Linked DNA regions of Mus musculus: region 2 is linked to region 1. A link is a contact called in public Micro-C data. All regions are on one chromosome and are shown on one strand. The core of a region is the stretch at or near the end of the contact, and the rest is flanking DNA. Distances in the headings are between cores, read along the strand shown. Region 1 overlaps Slc12a8 (solute carrier family 12 (potassium/chloride transporters), member 8). Region 2 overlaps Heg1 (heart development protein with EGF-like domains 1).

The links. Hi-C and Micro-C count contacts between places; a contact is called where the count stands out from the background.
Region 2: a contact with region 1 is called in a Micro-C map of trophoblast stem cells, with 3 times the contacts expected there. The contact joins two enhancer-like sites. A contact is called at or near these places in 1 of 15 datasets of contacts at CTCF or cohesin (embryonic stem cells), 7 of 484 Hi-C or Micro-C datasets (the C2C12 cell line, bone marrow-derived macrophages, cardiomyocytes and 4 more), 10 of 115 datasets of contacts at active chromatin or transcription factors (cardiomyocytes, differentiating embryonic stem cells, embryonic stem cells and 5 more) and 1 of 9 other capture datasets (embryonic stem cells).

The regions. Positions count from the first base shown.
Region 1 is chr16:33,559,246-33,561,769 of GRCm38.p6, forward strand. All of the region lies in intron 4 of Slc12a8 (solute carrier family 12 (potassium/chloride transporters), member 8), which reads left to right. Among named protein-coding and RNA genes, the nearest start is that of Slc12a8, 42 kb to the left of the region's middle. Within about 2 kb of position 1,261, at least 194 of the 459 cell types and tissues checked have an H3K27ac peak or open chromatin away from gene starts, as enhancers often do. A contact at or near this core is called in differentiating embryonic stem cells and trophoblast stem cells, where this site is marked.
Region 2 is chr16:33,713,182-33,715,705 of GRCm38.p6, forward strand. All of the region lies in intron 2 of Heg1 (heart development protein with EGF-like domains 1), which reads left to right. Among named protein-coding and RNA genes, the nearest start is that of Heg1, 30 kb to the left of the region's middle. Within about 2 kb of position 1,265, at least 131 of the 459 cell types and tissues checked have an H3K27ac peak or open chromatin away from gene starts, as enhancers often do. A contact at or near this core is called in differentiating embryonic stem cells and trophoblast stem cells, where this site is marked.

The sequences.
Region 1 (2,524 bases), core at 11-2,510:
ACCCTCACATCCGCTCTGGCTTCTGTATTGCTTTGGCAGCCCACTGAAGCCAGTTGTTACTTTCTGTTGAGTGGTGACTCCTGACTGTGTTGGCCTGGTCTTCTGCCGGTGGCCATAGCTGCTGTGGGTTCCCGAGTGTATTGATCGTGGCATGTCCAGAGGACAGTGCCCACAGTGCTCCTCCCCACCCACAGTACTCCTCTACACTCACAGTGCTCCTCCACACTCACAGTGCTCCTCCCCACCCACAGTGCTCCTCCACACTCACAGTGCTCCTCCCCACCCACAGTGCTCCTCCACACTCACAGTGCTCCTCCCCACCCACAGTGCTCCTCCCCACACCTGGGGCCTTCAATTCTTTCTGCCTCATCTGAGATGGTGTCTCAGCCTTGAGGGTGGGATGGAGGTCACATAGCTGTCCCATTTAGAACCGAGGACTCACTCAGTCATCAGTTCAGTCTCTTTGACCAGTTATGCGTCTCTGACCAAGATTACAGGGAGCACTGGTCTATATGTGTCACTATTTAGAAAGAAGCCTGACAATATGTCCACTTAGCAAAACCACACTGTGACAGATGCTGGGCAGGGTTGCTTCCCACCTCAGAGACGCAGAAGCAGCAGTCTGGAGAGAGGAGTAATTTCTAGGAACCCAGGCTTCTGCGGTCAGCCCCTTGCTGGTCTAGCAGAGAGGCAAAAATCTGAGTTATCAGACTTAGGTTCCTGTGTAAGGCCTATGCCCTAAGGCATGGACTTTTGCCTAGGTTTATAGTATATACGTGAGCTCTGTCCTGTGGAGCAGGGTGAACACGAACATTCTGGCTGCTCCTCTGGAGTGTGAAGTCAGCCCACATGGTGGCTAAGAAGGACAAGGCTTGGATCTTTCAGAATTGCTCAGCACTGGCTTACAGAGACAGGCAGTACATATTTGCATGGAGAGAGCCCACGAGGAAAGGTAGCCAGACTGCATGGCCTTTTTTGTCCCTGCAGGAGCGGTCGGCTAGTCTGTAGCCGCCATAAGGGAGGCCTCCATGCCCTTACTGTGAGACCCCTGTCTTGCACCCCATTTTTAGCACCCTGCTTCAGTCCTGGAACGGGAACAGGGGCCAGGTTACCACTGTGGCATTACCTTCCCAACCAGCTCCTGCCCCTTGTGGTGGACACCAACGCTGCAGGCTTTGTCTCCAAGTGGTTTCCAGGCTGTGGGGCAAGGCCTGCCTGGAGGGCCGGCCTTGCAGTGCCCTCCGTGGCCTCTGTGTGGAGTTGCAGTCTGTGTTCTCTCGGGACCTCTGGGCAGGATACCTCGCCCCAGGGCAGCTCACTCAGCCCTTCTCCCTTCCACAGTCCTAGGAGGAAACACCCACTCCTGTGTGTGGATTGCTTCTCCAGAGCTGGTGTTTATGTTTTTGTTCACCAAGGACTGTCATGCACACACTCTCAAGTGACACTGGACAGGGCTGGGCAGGGTTACTTGAGAGATGCCGAAACAGCAGCCGGGAGAGGGGACGTTGGTTCTGAGAGCGCCGCTGTGCAGCTAGCTCCCAGCTGGTCCAGCAGAGAGAGGCAAAGTCTGGGAGTAGGCAGAGAACTATTTCAATGAGGGCCTGACTTTCATTCCAGCCTTGGTCCCCATGGCCCTGCCTGCCCCTAGCAGTGCTGGCAGAGTCCGAGGGAAGCAGGGAACACCCTAAGCTCTGGTTCAATGCTAGACCTCTGTCCACCTGTATTTTCAAACTGCATGGGGTTGGGGATCCCTGCCCGGTGTCCTCTGCTCCTACAGGCTTCCGCATGGCCTTCTTCAGAGATGGGCAGTGAGGTGTAGTGTGGGACAAAGACTATGGGTCCCAGTGTTCTGCTCCCAGAAACCTGGGGATAGAAAGTCCCCTAACCCATTGGTCTGGAGTGTGCTGAGAGCATAGCGCCCATCTTTGTTCCAAACCTCTCACTTGACTGGTGCTCAGCCAAGGCTTGAACTCACAGATCTTTGCTGTGTGTGTGTGTACATATGTACGTATTTGAGGAACCGGGGAGAGGGACACTCTATATGTATTATCCTAGTCACCCTTGAAACACCTAGTGGGGGCCGTGAGGTAACAATGCCCACTTTATAGACAAGGGAGTGGAGACTCCAAAGAGCTGGTCCAATTTTCCTAGATTGTGTAGTAAGTGGCTTGGCTAGTATGACCTCAGAGGCGCCATGTGCCATCAGGTAGAGGTAGGGTCTCTATACTGCTTCCATTCTTTCAGATCAAGAGGGTCTGAGAGCCTGAGTTCTCAGCCAGCCTTCTCTTGTGGGGGTCAGATGGTCAGAGCCAAGCCCCTAGAGGGGTAAACAAGAGATGAAATAGAAGCCTGTGAACAACACCAGGCAGGGTGGTGACAAAGACATGCTCTCCCAGTGCCACTAGGAACTGAGATCTCGGACAAGCTCAGCCAACAAGTGCTAGATTCAGGTCCAAAGTCCGGCAGGTTTATTGTCAGGCCACCGAGGTCACTCCCCACGTAGCCTGCCTCTCACCCCTGGGTT
Region 2 (2,524 bases), core at 15-2,514, 150 kb after region 1:
GTCAGAGAGCATACCCCAGAGAGCGCCTGAGGCCAATGAGGAAACAAACCTCTGTGGAAACAAGCCTCTGCCCTGTGTTTAAAGTTAGCCTGGCACCTTCTAGCCTACCCAGAAAGCTCGATAAACCTCTCCTACTGAATGGACTTCATGAGATTCTACTAACCCTTTCTGAGTCCGTGACTGACACGGGAGCTTTGGGGATGTAGGCCTAAGGAGGACCAGCAGGACCCGCCACAGCAGACTTGGAGTCAACCTGCCGTACCAGCCTGCTCAGTGAATGAGGACAAGCAATGGGGTCCTTGTTCAGGGGAAGAGTTCGTGATTTTTCTAGCAGTGTGACCTAGAGAAAAGCCCAACGCTTAAACCAGTCAGGTCTATAATGTCCCTCAGGAGATGTGCCTACGGACGATAAACCAAGGGCATGGTGGGAGGTTCTTTTGATCTGAAAGGTGGCAGCATTTGATGATCCATACATACTCAGTCTGTGTCGTCTGGGCCTCCTTTACTGCCACCTAGGAGCACGGTGTGTGGAGCTGAGTGTGTTTTTGCCAACTTGACACAAACTGGGAAGAGGATCCCTCAATTGAGAAAATATCTCCATCTGATTGTCCTGTGGGGCAAATCTGTGTGTTTGTGTGTGGGTGTGTTTGTGTGTGTGGTTTTTGTTCTGATTTGTTTTGTTTGTGTGGGTCCTGGTTCTGTAAGAAAGCAGGCTGAGGGGCTAGAGAGTTATCTCAGTGGTTAAAAAACACTGACTGCTCTTCCAGAGGTTCTGGGTTCAATTCCCAGCAGCCACATGGTGGCTCACAACCATCTGTAAGGGGATCCGATGCCCTCTTCCTTTGTGTCTGAAGACGGCTACAATGTACTTATATACGTAAAATAAATAAATTCATCTTTAAAAGAAAAAAGGAAAAGAAATCAGGTTGAGCAAGCCAGTAAGTAGCGCCCCCTCCATGGGTCTACTTCAATGATAAGCTTTTACCTAGAACTTTACAATAAAATAAGATAAACGTTCTTTATTTCCCGAGTTGCTCTTGGTCAGTATTTTATTACGGCAACAGAACACAGAGCAGAACAGACTGATCAGTACAGCACCTTCCACATCCTGGGTAGCCAGGAGTTAATCTGTTTCTGAACAGAATCTATCTTACAGCACCTAAGCACGCCCAGGACGATGAGCCAGGGGGCGTTGCTCTCCACCCTCTCCTGCCTCGCTGCCTCTCTAGACTTTCCGTGGTCTCTTTGACTGTTGGTCCTGGTGTGGGGGCGGGGCTATAAACAAAGCAACAAGTGGCCCCGCCCCGGTGAGGAGGGCGGGGAGGAAGCTCTGTTCTGAAGGCACAAATGTGTATGTTGAATTGTGTGAGAGTGACTACAATTCCGCACTAAATTTAGTGTGAGCTTCCTGGAAATGGGGGCACAAAGGGAAGCTGGGTGGAGCGTGGGATTGTTGTCGGACAGTCAGCATACCGTTTAGCCCATAGGCAGTGGGCGGGCAGTTCTTCCAAGAGGAATATTTATTTATGTAAGGGATTGCTGAAGATCATAATAGAAACTACTTTCAATTGCTGGTTTTGTGAGAGTCGTGCTAATGTCCTTTGAAGGTGACATTTTGTAGACTCGCTAAGAGCTGGGGCGGAATAATGGGTCTTGACTTATGGGAGTCTTTCCTGTGGGCAGTTGAGCTGTTGCAGTCCAGGTAAATGGCTTTGTGGTGATGTCACTTTTGTGAAGGGAGAGGACAGAAACGACGTGAAGGACTTTGGATGTAGTCTGCCTTGTTGTAATACCCGCTGCCTCTGCTTTACTTCTGAGAGGTTCTGGATAGCCGTCAAGGTTGAGCAGTGTGACAGAAAGTGACGCGTGCTCACACCAGGTGAGCAGTCGTTCCCTCTGTGGCCTGTTACAAACACTAGGAACTTAGCTCAGGCCTTGTCCCAGTGGGAGATGGCATTCCAATTTTTTTAAATTTTATTTTAAAATGTTTATTAGCGGAGGGGAGTGCATTTGCCACAGTGTATGGGAGCCAAAGAAAAACTGAAGAACTCAGTTCTTCTCCTGCCACCCATGGCACACAGGACCGAACTCCTGTCAAGGTTGGTAGCAAGGGCCTTTACTGCTGAGTCATCTTGCCAGATTCATTCATCCTTCCTTCCTTCCTTCTTTTTAATTTTCTATTTATTTTTGCTTTTGCTGAGGCTCAAAGTCTGAAGGTTTCTCATTTTCCTAACGCCAGCCTGTGGGTTCTTAGTTAGTGCCGCAGGTGCCCGTGTAGGATCCTAGGCAGTGCCTGTGGACAAGCTAAGCAAGCATCCTTCAACCCCTTTCTCAAGACAGGGTTTCTCTGTGTAGACCAGGCTGACCTTGAACTCACAGAGATCCTCCTGCTTCTGCCTCCCAAGTGCTAGGACTAAAGGCGTGTGCCACCACTGCCTGGCTCAAGCATTGCCTTTTTTTCTAGAGGCACTGCTTTGCAGAAGTGTTCACACACATTGTGTTGCTTTACCGTGAGGATTAAATG